2 separate regions of the Xenopus tropicalis genome follow, and region 1 is linked to region 2. The links are chromatin contacts, called in public Hi-C maps. All regions are on one chromosome and are shown on one strand. Each heading gives the region's core, a stretch centred on a gene start, on an enhancer-like site or on the middle of the called end of the contact. The rest is flanking DNA. Distances are from core to core; before and after follow the strand shown. Region 1 has its middle 30 kb from the start of tbx2. Region 2 holds the start of tbx4 (T-box transcription factor TBX4).

Region 1 (3,657 bases), core at 971-3,470, 100 kb before region 2:
ACAACATCCCTATCGTCTTACACGTTTTGTGCTCCAAGAGTACTTGATCATAGGTCATGGTGCCCCGTTTCCCCTTTTTCTGAGAGGAATGGGGGCCCACCTTAATTCCTCCCCTGACCCTCATTAATTAGCTGCTGAATACAGATAATGTAGCCAGCGCCGGATTTCAAATCCGGGCGCCCCTAGGCCGCCCCCCTATTCGCCCTACCCCCCACCCCGCGTGCATGTGCGCATGCACAGGCATTTAAACTCCCATTACAAAGCAGTGAGGAGAAGTCCCCATTGCTCCGTATGGGAGCAAAATGTCAAAAATGCGTGCCCCCCTAAATTTGTGCCACCCTAGGTCTGGGCCTTTGTGGCCTCGCCACAACTCCAGGCCTTAATGTTGCATTCATGGGGTAGCCGCAGGTCTCTGTATTAAGCACAGAGAGACTGGTGATGGAGGTTGCTCAGAGGGGATTATCTGATTGTTGGGTTGTTTAAATTAGTCTTTCTTAATTACTTAGAGATCCCAAATTACTGCACATTGTTAGTGTAGTTTTCTGTTGCTTCAAGGAAATTATACTGTACATTGTTAAAGGGGGTCTTGGGGACCCCCCCACAAACAGCATAAGAACACATTTTTGGCTCATGACCCATAGGTTAATAATACTGGTAATATATTATTCATCACCTATAGACTAATGCCTGCTGTTTGCATCCTAAATAGTGATGAGTGAATCTATCCTGTTTCACTTCACCGAAAAATTTGGGAAACTGCTAAAAAATTCATGAAACCATGAAAAATGTGCGAAATGTGGGCACCACAGGACTTTTTCATTGTGCCACTTTTTTTTATGCGACCGGCACTTATTTGGTGCGACCGCAACTTTTACCTCACAAATTTTTGTTGCACCAAATTTTGGCTGCAGTTTCATTTCATTTTTAGACAAGTAGAAGAGTGTTGAAACACTGTAACTTACTTGAATGCAAAAATATATATAGTAACACTTGTAACTAAATGCGTAAAAAAGTAGCAATTTCCTACTGTTCTGTACCTGGGATTCCAGCTTATCTTTGTAAGAGAGCATTCTGTCACAGAAGTCACAGGTCTTATATAAAAGTCACTGCAGAATTTTGAGCCCTTATTCGGCAGTTCATCTGAAATATTTTTTGTAAGTATATATGCATTTATATTCTGGATCATTTTAAAGTTGGTTTTAATTTTTAATGTTTCGTGGTTTTTGAACTGTTTGCATTTTAATGCTGCTTATGCAAAAGTCGGACTCACTGACTATGGCATTTGAAAAGCAAATTAATCATGAGGCTTGCGGTTATTGTTACTTTATATCATCTGTGGTTCTGTTCAGCCCTTATATATATATATATGTATATATATATTCATAAGCAGCTTGGTTTGAACTAGTATTCTTTATGATGGAGAGCTTTATTTGCCCTTGTCTCTGCTTTTCTGCTTGTATCATTGTTGTGCTGACTAATCAGTGAACTTGTGGCTTCATTCTGTTTAGCATAAAGAGAAAGGGTTAAGTGTTGCTGCAAAATAGAATGGGTGGGCAGTTGGAAATCCCAGCCACATTGGCAGCAGACAAGCTTTTGTCCTGGAGCTGGCGCCTGACGCCTGCCTGATGGACAGAATACCTCCCTCACTGGGGACAAAAGAAGCAGCATACTGCTGCTCCCAATTAGGGAGCCTCTCTCTTCTGTCCCTTCAGCTTCTCCCTACCTCTATACTAGTCTCATTTAATCAAACAGCCATTGTCACAGCCTGTTATCTCCAGTTGAACAATGTGGGCCATCTAATCTCACACTTAAGGAGAGAAATTCTGCTTTGTCTTAGTGTGATCAATAGACAAGAGGTCTGTGTGAAAAGTGGAAGCATATTCATGCTAATTGTGTCACAAACAACACATTTGTCCTTTTTGTAACCTGGTACTGTGTCACGTTGGAGTAACAAAGCTGAAACAGCAAAAATACAATGATTAACAAATGTTATTCTAATGCTATTAAGATAATTATTTACTTATACATTTTTAATGTATTGCCCACTAAAGATGCACCATCTACAAAGAGAAAGTTGTCAGTCACATGTATCTCCCCCCAATTTATAGTTAAACTCTGTTTAAACTCTCAGTTACACTTCTGACTGTAAACTCTCGGAAACAGGAGCTCACCGCTACCAGCTTGTACAAAGTGTGTTTTTTTCTGGTTCTCTTGTAATGACTATAAAACTAGACAAACAGGGTTGTAACTGAGCTGAATGATAATCAGATTGTGTGTAGGGTCCACTGATGAGGCCTTGCATCATTGCAAAACAGACAAATGTGAAAGGCAAGTTGTCAAATGCCCCTATGGGTACCTTTAAGATGTAATAAGGCAACCCAGAATATGGAGGACATTTCCATATTGGAAACAAAATAAATAACCGGTGAGAGTACAACTATACATCTGATAATTGCATCACATTTTTGCATATATCAATCTTGCACTGAATACTAAAAAAGAAACTTAATTTTATAGTATGTATGTCTATTTGTATTGGAGTTTCTCATAATAAACCCATAATCCTATAATAAACACTTTGCCACCATGCAGTAAAGAGCTTTTGTAGGGGCACACTTTCTTTAATGGTCACATGTATTAGAATAAAGCAGGCAGTGCTTTTTTATTAAAACATATACAAGCTAATACTTTGCATTCTACCCATGCAATACTTTCTACCCTTCCCCTTAAACTGTGTTTTTATGTATGACTGAACTCTTATTGCTCTTGGTTACTGCTCTTGGTACATAGAGAGTGTTAGGCTCACACTAAGCAAAGAGTCAGACGTTATTATTATCTCATAGTTATATAGCAACCATATATTCTACAGTGAATTTGCAGTCTATTGGTCCCTATCACATTCACACACAGCTGACAGGGAAACCCTATAGATAACACCACCATAAGTGAAGGGTGATATTTTTGTAAGGGGAGGCTAAAGGTGCCATAAGTAGTATTTACCAACTGATAGGCCCAAAGGCTGATTGAGTAAAGTTGACTTTCTTAGTACATAATTTTGACTTTTCCAGTGAGAAAAAAACTTTTTTTTCATTACCTTTATAGCTAGGCTGCTTTTTCTGAAATAATGTTTCTGCCATATTAATTAAGCCATATTTTTATCACTCATAACACATAACTCTGTCACTGGCAATGCTACCTTTTCTGCTCAGAAACCCTTCAACAGCAAATACAGTGCATTTTAAATGTCTGACTTATCATCACTGAGTATTCCTATAGCTCAGATACAGTGCAACTGAGTTTTTGACAAATAAAGGGGGTTAGGATTCACTGTATATGTTCCTTTTAGTCCCAATAGCAAAAGCACCATTTTGCCTGTAAATTTCCCCATAGAGGCTTCAATATAACAGCAATATAACCAAGCAGTATTTTTAAGGCATGTTTCATGGTAACCATCAATAATATGCCAGCTTTATATATAATGCTTCAGAAAATACAGTATAGTAGTATAAATGCAGTACCAGATTTAATGCCCAGTTACACATTCAGTATAAATGCAGAGCAAACTTGATTTCTAGTAAACACTAAATGGGCAGTTATTTAATTCATTGTTTGAATCAATTATTTAAAAAAAACCAAAAAAAACAAACACACCTTAAG
Region 2 (3,319 bases), core at 423-2,922:
TATTTGTCCATATGTGCATCCGTCTATACACCAACCTGCTTAGTATAAAATACTTGTATATATTTTTTTTATCTATAAATGTTTATTTTATCTATATCTAATGTTTATCTTTATGTTTACCCACGTATTAGCAATTATGTATTAATGAACAAATGTATGGTTTAACTCTATCTAATACTTAAATTCTTTGTTTCAGTCCGCTTATCTGTCAGTCAGGGCTTTAAGAATCTTGGAATCTATCATCTAGCTGTCTGCCTATCTGTTATCTATCTATCTATCTATCTATCTATCTATCATCTATCTATCGATCATCTACCTTAGTCCTAAAACTATAATTATAGAATAAAATAATCGATTTATCTATCTTTCAATATTTTTTTATCTTGTCAAAAATATCTATCTATCTATCTATGTATCTATCATCAGTCTGTCACCTTTTTGTATGCCCTGTCTGTCTCTCTATATATCAAAATAAAATATTTATTTAAAAAGGCAACACGCAAGTTATGCTGTCAGTCAGTTCATGCCACAGCACTGAGAGGTAAGATGATTAAGAAAGCATGAAATATGGAATAATCTAGGCTCTGACATTCACCCACACCCCTTGGAGGGTCAGACATATTATAGCTGATCATTTAAACATTGGGGGCTTACCGTTTGGTAACGAATTCAGCTTTGTAGAGGTAGCAGCTGGAAAGAATTTTGTATAGAATTAATCGTCTGCTAATATTTGCATCGACTGTATTTAACTCAATTTTTTTTTCATAACTGTAGCATATAAGTACTTTATTGCTTACAACATTTTGTTAACCCTTAGATTCCATGTATAAATCTCATGCATACTTATTGGTGAACGATTTAAATGATCCAAATCCTCCAGTGGTACAATTTGATACGTAGGACATTGACATATTCCTTCTAAATTATTTCTGATGTTTTCCAAGTCGTGAAATTTCCAACTAAAATACAAATTTTTTGAATCTTCTATGTTTCGATAGATAAAGTCCAAAGTTTGGTTAAAATATTTTTGGCATTAATATAACAGAAATTATACTTTCTGTGGAAGTACATGTAAGAGTCCTGTAATAATCCTGTCAGCTTTACGTATTCTTTTTAGACGAAATAGCCTCAAATGATTTTGATTTTAGTAAAACCAGAGTAATGAAAGTGTGTTCGTTGTAGCTATGCACGTTTATGTCTAAATATTTTTATATAATGAAGAAAAGTCAGGGTGAATTAGACATTTATATAGGAAAAATATGTCCTCCCTCCCCCATCTGCTAAAAAGGTGAAAACGTTACAAATGCACACAACTTGAAAAGTCTTCCAAAACATTTTATACACAGATAATCTTGCCAGCCTCCCTCTCCATAAAAAGAGAAAGAGAGAGAGATAATAATCCCTATTGTCCGGGACATTATTGCCCTAGATCAGTGCCCACTGGGAATGCTGTACAAATGCCAGGGAAATGGATGTATTTTATCAGCCGAAATGTGGACACTGGTCAGTGGAGAGATGGGCAGGGGGCTAATTGCACAGAGCACAGCACCAGAATGTAGGCGAATGGACTAAAACAGTTAAATTCTGGGGGATGATGCTGAGGGAACAGACTTGCACTGAGACTGATTGACAGCGGCAACGTCAGCAGGAGGGGGGAGACTAGAAGGGGAGGGGGAAAAGAAGGCCAAAAAAATCTATCTCTGAGAAACTTTTTTTTAGAGAAGATCAAGGAAAAGTTTCCGTGGGATCTGGGAATGTCTCCTCTCTCCTGTGTGGAATGAGAGATCGGGATGCGGACACAGTGGGAAGGGAAACTGATCCATAGAAGCAGCTGTGCCGCAATCTAAAGGCAGCATTGCCCACTCCCCTGTGCCCACAGGCCTGGCAGGATCATCCTCACTGCCACTGCAGGGAACCCAGCTGCACCCATCAGGAAATGCTTCTGCTTCGTTCTTGGATATAAAGGGACGTTCCTAGAGCCTGGAGCCTGTTTAACCACTGTAAGTTGCCCATTTACTTGGCACTATTCTGTGTGCGGGGAGGCAGGGCAGGGAGCAGGGCATGGAGACAGGGCAGGGAGCAGGGCATGGAGACAGGGCATGGAGACAGGGCAGGGAGCAGGGCATGGAGACAGGGCATGGAGACAGGGCAGGGAGCAGGGCATGGAGACAGGGCATGGAGCAGGGCAGGGAGCAGGGCATGGAGACAGGGCAGGGAGCAGGGCAGGGAGCAGGGCATGGAGACAGGGCATGGAGCAGGGCAGGGAGCAGGGCAGGGAGCAGGGCATGGAGACAGGGCAGGGAGCAGGGCATGGAGACAGGGCAGGGAGCAGGGCAGGGAGCAGGGCATGGAGACAGGGCAGGGAGCAGGGCAGGGAGCAGGGCATGGAGACAGGGCAGGGAGCAGGGCAGGGGCCCGGGAAGTAGCAAAGAACAAGCAGCAGGTTTATATACCATACACCCAAGGAATAGAGGGTGGTGCCAGTTACTAAGCACCCAAGTGAACTTGCTCCCTCTTGTCAAACTATTCCCTTCTTTTCTTTAGCAAAAATACATATTCCAATACACATGGAAATAATGTTCTCAGCAAATTACTGTAGATTTCAGTTGTTTGACAATATATGACTGGAGAGGCCAATGAGGCCAATGAGGGTCGCATCAGAAAGGTTTTAGGTGTATTGGGTGCATTGCTCTTTACTTTCTAATTTTCAGAGCCTATTTCTAACCCCCTCACATCCAACAGAGCAAAGGAATTTTCTGCCTTAGCTGCCAATAACTGCCTATGGAGTTACTGTTTAGTCTAAACAATAAGGTAAATTAAGTAAATATACGTTTAATCTACTGTCGCAGGCGCAACTTTGACTTCCTAGGTTTACATCAGAACTGCGTGCGTTTAAACTGCAAATCGTAATACTAGTTCTGATGTAAATGAAGGCCTTCACCAATGAAAGTTGTGCTTAGAATTGCGCCTGCGACAGTAGATTAAACTTAACTTTACTAAACAACTAAATTTACTAAATTTTACTCTAAATGCAGCAGTGGGCAAAAAAGCCACTTTGTTCTGATGGGTGTTTAATTCCCTGGTAATCAAAGGTGTCGAACCTGGTAACAGATTAGACACCTCTAGATTATTACTCCCATCACCCAGTGACTGCCAGCATCCCATGACAGTCTGGCCTCTGGCTGAACAACCCTGTATGTAACTATTCTGCACCACCAGGACAATGATGCTAGTAATGATAATAGTAATAACAATGTAATTTGCAATAATGCAATATTGTAGGTTATATTATATGTAAAAAAGATTGCTTTGGATATCA

Evidence for each region. Hi-C and Micro-C count contacts between places; a contact is called where the count stands out from the background.
Region 1: a contact with region 2 is called in a Hi-C map of neurula embryo, with 2.2 times the contacts expected there. The contact joins the enhancer-like site here to the promoter of tbx4 in region 2. A contact is called at or near these places in 2 of 5 Hi-C or Micro-C datasets (neurula embryo and tailbud embryo).

What each region holds. Positions count from the first base shown.
Region 1 is chr2:92,241,949-92,245,605 of UCB_Xtro_10.0, reverse strand. No RefSeq gene overlaps it. Among named protein-coding and RNA genes, the nearest start is that of tbx2, 30 kb to the left of the region's middle. Within about 2 kb of position 2,220, at least 3 of the 11 cell types and tissues checked have an H3K27ac peak or open chromatin away from gene starts, as enhancers often do. A contact at or near this core is called in neurula embryo, where this site is marked.
Region 2 is chr2:92,139,431-92,142,749 of UCB_Xtro_10.0, reverse strand. tbx4 (T-box transcription factor TBX4) reads left to right here and starts at 1,672. Exons shown (of 9, transcript XM_002933826.4): 1 at 1,672-2,000.